Regions from separate parts of the Danio rerio genome. Here region 1 is linked to region 2. Evidence: chromatin contacts called from public Micro-C data. All regions are on one chromosome and are shown on one strand. Each heading gives the region's core, a stretch centred on a gene start, on an enhancer-like site or on the middle of the called end of the contact. The rest is flanking DNA. Distances are from core to core; before and after follow the strand shown.

Region 1 (4,187 bases), core at 971-3,470, 54 kb before region 2:
TTTAATTGTTATGTATGGGATAGGTTTTAACTTATTTAATATTGATTGTGTTTAGCACTTTGGGTAACATTGTGTTTAAAAAAAATGTCTAACTAACAAACTAAACTAACTAATTTGTAGCTCTATTCATTTGTATGATTCATTCATACAGTTTAGAACAATTTCCTATACTCCCACACTGTAAAATAAAAACTTTTTTTGTTCAGATAGTCTTGTTTCTAGTCCAAAGATCAAACAATTCTTAAATCAGGAAATATTTTCTAGACAAGCAACAAAAATATTGTCTTTTTTTGAGAAATAATGTGTCAACATTTTGTGTTTTTTTTTTTTTTTTTTTTTAAACAAGCAAAATCATTGGTGTCAATAGCCTATTGCAGGGGTGGCCAACCCTGTTCCTGAAGAGCCACCTTCCTGCAGATTTCAGTTGCAACCCATATCAAACACACCTGCCTGTAATTATCACGTGGTGTTTAGGTCCTAATTTATTGGTTCAGGTGTGTTTGATATGGGAAGCAACTGAAATCTGTAGGAAGGTGGCTCTCCAGGAATTGCTATGTCCAGGAACATATAGCACAGACGTGTTAATGTTGGCCCAAGTTCGATTCCTGGCTTGAGATCCTTTGCCAATCCTTCCCCTTTCTCTGCTCCCAATGCTTTCCTGGCTGAAATCTCTGACCTATCATAATAAAGATGAAAACCCCTAAAAAAAAAAAAAAAAAAAGCAAAATCATTTGCCAGTAAGCAAACCCTTAGGTTTCGAGTATGGTCCTAAAAAATCTCCATTTCGAGGGTATCTAGTCCTTCCCACTAGCCCTACGCCTTCAAGCTAAAGAGAATTGGGACATTATTAAGAATAAGGGCTGAGGGGTAGAATTGGGATTGGGCATAAATGTTAAAGTGGCTTGCCATTATTGCTTAAAGAGCCCCTATTTTGCATTAAAAATGTCATATTTTGGTTTTGGGGGTCTCCAACAACATGCTGATATGCTTGCAAGTTCAAAAAACACCTTCATTGTTTTATAATATGCATTTATTTTTATGTAAATATCCCAGCGAATCCCATATGAATCGTTCAGTGATTCATTTGTTCCCAAACCCCTTCTTAGCGCGAAGCTATTCTGTGCTGATTGGACCGATGACCCAGTCTATTGCGATTGGTCGACTGCATTCAGCAAGAGAAAGATAAAAAATCGGCAGTTTAGAAACGCATGTTTCACGAGATCAGTCTCGTGATTCCCCGCGCCTCTGCTAGTGTGTGGAGAAAAAGCGCGTGCATGTTTTACTGGAACTCAAAGTACATATTTGGTGATGTATTGACATTGATGCGATCAAATAAAAGATCCGAACCCAAGTCAGTTAGTTTATTTGATTCTAAGTCAACTAAAGAATCAATAGTTTTAAACATGCTGCACTCTTAGATTTAAACCTCAGCTGGATGTTTTCATTCACTTAGAGCTGTGTTACACACTGCATGGAAGCTCATTTTCAAAAACCCCTAATAGGGGCTCTTTAAAATTGCATCTAGTATGTCCTTCATATAAACGGCACTTGGGAAAATGTGTTGTCCTTTATTAATCACTGTTTATACTGAATGTAATGAAATCAATGTAAAGAATGTAAAGAAAAACCATTAAAAAAAAAACTCCCTGTAGTTATTCACATTTCAGCCAGGCAAAGTGTTTGTATTCCTTCCTATTTTTTTAATAAGAAGAAAAGTTCTTAGATCCATCTGTGATTGTGTCTGACTAAAGCTCCGTGGTTCCAGAGAGATCTGAAATCCCATTCTGGGGATTTGGTGTGTAAATTCAGTGGGCTAACATAAATGAAAAAAACAATTACAGCGGCATTATTTATTTGCAAGAATAAGACCACGGCCAAGAAGGAGACTTACAGTCTTTCATTTAATCTTCAGCTTGTTTGAAGAGAAAATATCAGTAAATCTCCACCTCTCGAACTTTTGCTCTCTCAGCAGTTCGGTTTAATGTGTCATTTTCATTGATATCAGATTAAACATTATCAGCAGCATTAAAGTTTTTGAAGTCTTCTTAGTTTAACAGGAAGTCTGACAGCATTCTTCTGTCCTCGTCAGATCCAGGAAATAAAGACAGTGGGAAACACTTGAATTCAGTTCAACACAACAAGTCCTGACACGGTTTCACATCCTCTCTCCTACTGATTTGTAATCAGTTAAAGTATGCAACTTTATATGCTTCCTAGTGGATTGTTTAGTTGGTTACAAGGACTAATTGCTAAGAGACGTATGACCTCATTGTTATTAATTATCTTGCTCATGCAAAGGAGCCTGGGAATCTTATAGAGCTGACACAGAGACGAGACATCTGGTCATTTTAAAGATAAGAGCTTGCTTCAAGAGAATGGACACATTTATTTATTTTTTGTATAACATTTAGCTGTGAATGATGAGATGGGTGAATGAAACAGCACATTTATTGAGTCAACGGTATCAGTTATTAAAATCCTGAGACAATCAACTTCAGAATGTAAATTTTAAATGAAATCTGAGAGCTCTCTGATGCTCAGTCTAAATAAAAAAAAAATAAATAAATAAAAACTTCAAGTGGTTCAACAATAATCATATGAAGCTTCAAGAACAATTTTGTACACCAACAAAAAAAGGTTCAAATGACTTTGTTCACTGTTGTCTTCCCTGTCAGAGTGTTTGTATAGACGATACATTGCTTTCAATACATTGACTCTAATAGTGTACCCTGACCTGACATGGGAGAAAATTCGTTTTACAAGAAGTGTAAAAAAGACGCTTAATCCATGAGGTGAGACTGGGTTCATCAGAATGAGACAAGAGTTTTACTTGATTTTTAAGAAATCTTTTATGATGAAATATGTAAATGGAAAATTACGGAGACCCGGAAGGGACGTGATGGTGGGGAAAAAATTGAGGTGGAAGAAAAAAAAAAACTGGGTGGGAGAAAAAAAAAAACGGAGTGATAGGAAAACATATTACCAAGGTTTTTGCGTTCCCCCGCAAAGATTTTGCGTTCTCTCGCGAAGATTTTTTTGTGTTCTCTTGCAAAGATATTTTGTATTCCCTCGCAAAGATTTTACTATTACTTCGTATTTTACCATTCTATCCCACTTTCTTTACATTAAAGCTGTGCGTCGATCTTCGCCTTTCATTTGCAACCTCTGAACCAGTGTATGCAAATATAAGCGCTGATTGACAGACGCGCTCCGTACAATAAACTAATCCCAGATCAGCTTTTGTATAAGCCATTTAAAGTGACACCTCTGTTATCAAACAAGTGAGCAGCAAATGAATCTCAAGTTTTGTTTTGTTTGATAACAGAGGTATCTCTAAAGAAATGCACAGATCTATAAAGCATTCCATTACTTTAGAAACTGTTTGTGCTCCTTTAAGAGAAAATTAGCTGTTTAAAATAAAACATGTTGGACGGACGTGTCTACAAATTATTCAGTGTATTTGTCTGTCTGTTTAAACATACCCGAATACAAAAGTGTCCTGCACTTTTGCTCCTCTTTAAATGGCGTGTACAGAAGCTGATCTGGGATCAGTTTATAGTACAAAGTGTGTCTGTCAGTCAGCGCTTGTAAATGCACTGGTTCAGAGATAGAATATAAAAGGCGACGGTCGACGCACAGCTTTAATGTAAAGAAAGTGAATGCAGACATTTTGATATTAATTTCAGCGGGCTTTCAAAATTAAAAATATATTAGAAATATGGGAAATACTTAATGATAGGATGATAGTGGGATAGAATGGTAAAATGCTGGTGAATTTCGGCAAAAACGTAAGGGTTTACATGTATAAAATGAACAGGGAGTGTTGGAGAAACAGTTATGCGAGATAACGCAAAAAATCTTTGTGAGGGAACGCAAAACATCTTTGCGAGAGAACACAAAACCTTTGCAAGGGAACGCAAAAACCTTAGTAATATGTTTTCCTATCACTCAGCTTTTTTTCTCCCACCCAGTCTTTTTTTTCTTCCACCAATTTTTTCCCCACCATTACATCCCTTCCGGGTCTCCGTAGAAAATAGTCTTTTATTCAACTGACAAAAAAAAAAAAATATTCTGGTGCTTTAAAAAAAAAGACTTGTAATGTAGATGACCTTTAAATTGTTCAATCACTGACTCTTCCACCTCCATCCAGTAGAGAGTCTTGAAACAGGGCTGAGTGAAAACATTGC
Region 2 (4,069 bases), core at 313-2,812:
TATCACTTTTTTTTATTTACTTTCTATGCTTATTTATCTTATTTACTCTCATGTGGACCAATGTGAGCTTGACTTTTTATCAGTATTATTTCTCTATTTGTAGTCTGAAAATAAAGTAGCACTATCTTTAGTGAACAGAGAATTAATTTTAATGTAAACTTATCATTCAATAAAAAAACTGAATTGTACATTCAATTAAAAAAACATTATATAAAAATAAATCATACCTACAAACTTTTAGTATTAAGGGCTAAATAATCTAAGTGTTTAATTTGGAGAGCGTTATCCCTGCTGAGAGGAAAACAGAAATCATCAAAGAGCTTAATATGGTTTCCACTACAGTTACACTTTACACTTTAATGGTTTCCATAATGGGTTTGGAGACATAATACATTAGGATGTATTAATTTTTAACATACTACCAATACAACGCAAAAAAAAAGTCAGTATAGAGACCCAAAGGGCCATTAATGTTTAAAACCAATAATAAATATAACTTCCATTACAACCAATACTACAATAGCAATCTATCTATCTATAAAGAGAGCATGAATGTAAAAGTCAAGTGAAAGTTCGAAAGAGACATGAGACAACTCTGCTTATAACTGTCTTACCACAAGAGGAAGAGAGCAAAAGACGAATGCTATTGTCATGAACCACAGCAGCACCAGATGTTCAACCTCCTTGGTCATGGAGCGGTGTCTCTTGTGTCCGCGCTGCCGCCGGACTGAGCTCCGGTGCGCCTTCAGCCTCCTATACATGCGCGAAATGTGATAAATGACGGACGCGTTGCACAAAACAGTACACACTATCATGAGCAGCAAACAAGACGCGTAGATGATATTAAACGCCTTGTGTTCGCTCGCAGACGGGTCCATATCAATGAAGCACCACGTTCCCGGACAGTACTGGACATACTTCCCGAACCCGAGGAAAGGTGTGACGCAGAAGAGCGCGCACAGCAGGTAAATGAGCGCGATGGTGATGTACCCGCACCGTTTACTCGAGTACTTCTCGTAAAAGAAAGGATGGCCAATGGAGAGCCAGCGCTCCACGGCCATGGACAGAAGAATGGCGAGGGTCACCACGCTGAAAAATGTCATCGCGTATGCAAAATGTCCGCAGGCCAGCCGATTTTCATTCATCCCGAGCAGAGACGCGTTCCTGAAGTACGCAGTTAAAACTAGAGGACTGAGGGAGAAAGTTCCCAGCAAATCCGTGATGACTAGAGATGAGACCAGGACGTGGAATAGAGATGCCGGTTGTTTCCTCCGCCGCATTTCCAAGAGGATTAAGGCGACCACATTCCCAAGGACACCGGTGGAAAACATGAACGCGGGTATTGTGGGAGATCCTCCAGAGACGCTGATCTGCTCGCGGCAACTGACGTTCTGTGACGCCATGAAAGTTACTTTATTGTCCAACCCTGGGTTAATTCTGCGCTGGTTGAAGAGATATATATGAGGGAAATTTCATGGTAGAGAAGATCCAAACTTATAGTGAAGGCGAGCTTTTACGCACAGCCCATGACTTTAAAACGAAAGTGAGGTGGGGTTTCAGTCGAGCGCGCTCTGATGTCAACAGCTAATGACTCACTCCAACTAACGCAGTTTGAGTCAAATGGATTCAAAACTCAAGCACTTAATTTAAAACGGTTTACTGAATGTCTTAGTAATGCGTTCTCAGCTTGTATGGTATCAAGCTAAATGAAAAATTAGCCCAAAAAATAGGCCTACATGAAAGTGAAATAAATGTTTTTATTATTAAAATGTTTTTGCAAATATATATATATATATATATATATATATATATATATATATATATATATATATATATATATATATATATATATATATATTTTTTTTTTTTTTTTTTTTTTTTTCTTTTTTTCTTAGTCTCTTTATTAGTCAGGGGTCGCCACAGTGGAATGAACTGCCAACTTATCCAGCATATGTTTTACACAGCAGATGCCCTTCCAGCTGCGAACCAACAATGTTTTTTTTTTTTTTTTTTTGCTAATATATATTATGGAAAATATACAATTTTAATATTTAACTATACATTTACCCAACATTTATAAACAGAACTTAAAATGTATGTATATACATGAATTATTTTAGCCAAATGAAGTTTATTACAGTTTTTCTCAAATGCTAAAACACAAAAGCTAATTATCTAAACCACAGTTGTCTAAACACATTTACCAAATCTAGCCATCATTTTGCAATATTATAAACACATTTCACATGAAGACACCATTCACAAAACACAATCCTCCGTTCTCATAAATCTAAACACATTTTTCCTTGCTAAAACACAAGTTGCAAAAGAACTCTGCTCATATAATCAAATGAAAGCTCATGTGATGCAAAATGCTTGACACAGTCAGCAATATTAGAACACAATGAACATACCTGGCATCATTCATTACACAGAACATCTCAAAATTGGAGACACTTGTTGCAAATGCTGTGACCACACGTATAAAAGCAAGGTGAGAGTGCACAGTTTGCTGAAGATTCCAAACAAACACAGTGGATGAAGGCAGAGTCAGGGGAAGAGGAATTCGAGTCAGGAGGGAGAAGAGCTGGCCATGAAAGAAAAGGAGCAGGTCAACAAGCAGGAGGAGTTCAAATTAGAGGAGGAAGAGCAGGAGGCCAAGAAGGGAGAAGGTCCAGGAGGGAGAGCAAGACAACCTTGCGCCATCATTACAGATGAGATGAAAGCAACAGTCATTAACCATGTCATTGTCCATGGCATGACAATGGCTGAAGCAGAACTAAGAGTCCATCCAAAGCTGTGTAGGTTCACCGAGCATGTTCACATTAGTGTACATGCAGTGATTTCTATAGATGTATACTCTAAATATGAAACTTACAAATCTAAATGTTTATTCCCCTGCAAAGATCGGTTTCTAAAAATATGAATTTGCAATATACAGTTATGAAACAAAGAACCTTCTCCCAAATTGAGCATTGTGTTTTCAATTGTTTTGCTGTAGTGTGTAATGATTTGTATAGTGTTTACATTTTTGAAAGCTTCTAGCTGCTCCTTTGGTTTGAAAGATTGAGTTTTGAAGTGAGAAGTTGTGGTTGTGTTTATGTAGCTTTAGAAAAGGATGTTGTGTTTAGACATTGGGGAACATGGAGAAAACGTTTGTGAAATGTGTTTTAGCATGTGAGAAAAACTGTAAAACCAGTTCGTCTATTTAAATTTTTGTTTACCATCTGCATGGCGTCAGGACGCCTCCCAGTGGAGAAGATTCAAGAGACAGGTGGGCTTCTAAAGAGATGATGGTTGCTAAAACATGTCATTTCCCAAAAATTTCAGTAGGAACAGTGGCCAGGGGGTTCGGAAGACCCACCCCTCACTGACTAAGGTCAAGAATTTGTCCCTCACATGAACTTATTTGTCTTATTTTGACTGCTATGCCATCAGGATAAGTGGAAAATAACCCATTATTTAAAACTAAGCAGAATCCTCTGTTGGCTGTCGCCTCGACTTCAGCTAATCAGTTTTAGCCAATGCAAACAATTATTTTTCATGAGTCCATTCAATTCAATTCATCTTTATTTCTAAAGCGCTTTTACAATGTAAATTGTGTCAAAGCAGCTTCATATTTAAGATTATAGTAAATTAAAACTGTGTCAGTTCAGTTTTCAGTGTTGAAGTTCAGTTCAGTTTAGTTCAGTTCAGTGTGGTTTAATATTCACTGCTGAGTGTTTAAACCCTGAAGAGCAGATCCATCGATGCACAGGTCCCTAACCATGCAAGCCAGTGGCAAGAGCAGCGAGGAAAAAACTTCACCAATTGGCGAAAGTTAAGAATAAAAAACCAAGAGAGAAACCAGGCTCAGTTGGGCATGACCATTTCTCACGTCTTGTGCAGAGCTGCAGTCTAGGCGCCGGAGGCTGGAGAGAGCTGGACGATCATCGTGGAGAAGCTGCAGGTGAAAGAGGTCACCGGCTGGTGTACAGGCTGTCTCTTCTGGATTAATGCAAGGACTCTTCTGTCACTGGGGTCTTACAAGGATCAGTCTCATGCTCTCCACTCGTCCATGACCACTACA

The links. Hi-C and Micro-C count contacts between places; a contact is called where the count stands out from the background.
Region 1: a Micro-C map of caudal fin shows a contact between it and region 2, with 6 times the contacts expected there. The contact joins the enhancer-like site here to the promoter of ptger2b in region 2. A contact is called at or near these places in 1 of 18 Hi-C or Micro-C datasets (caudal fin) and 1 of 4 datasets of contacts at active chromatin or transcription factors (caudal fin).

The regions. Positions count from the first base shown.
Region 1 is chr20:9,902,909-9,907,095 of GRCz12tu, reverse strand. No RefSeq gene overlaps it. Among named protein-coding and RNA genes, the nearest start is that of si:dkey-63j12.4, 18 kb to the left of the region's middle. Within about 2 kb of position 2,220, at least 6 of the 62 cell types and tissues checked have an H3K27ac peak or open chromatin away from gene starts, as enhancers often do. A contact at or near this core is called in caudal fin, where this site is marked.
Region 2 is chr20:9,848,539-9,852,607 of GRCz12tu, reverse strand. ptger2b (prostaglandin E receptor 2b (subtype EP2)) reads right to left here and starts at 1,562. Exons shown (of 2, transcript NM_001030250.1): 1 at 615-1,562. The coding sequence starts at 1,403.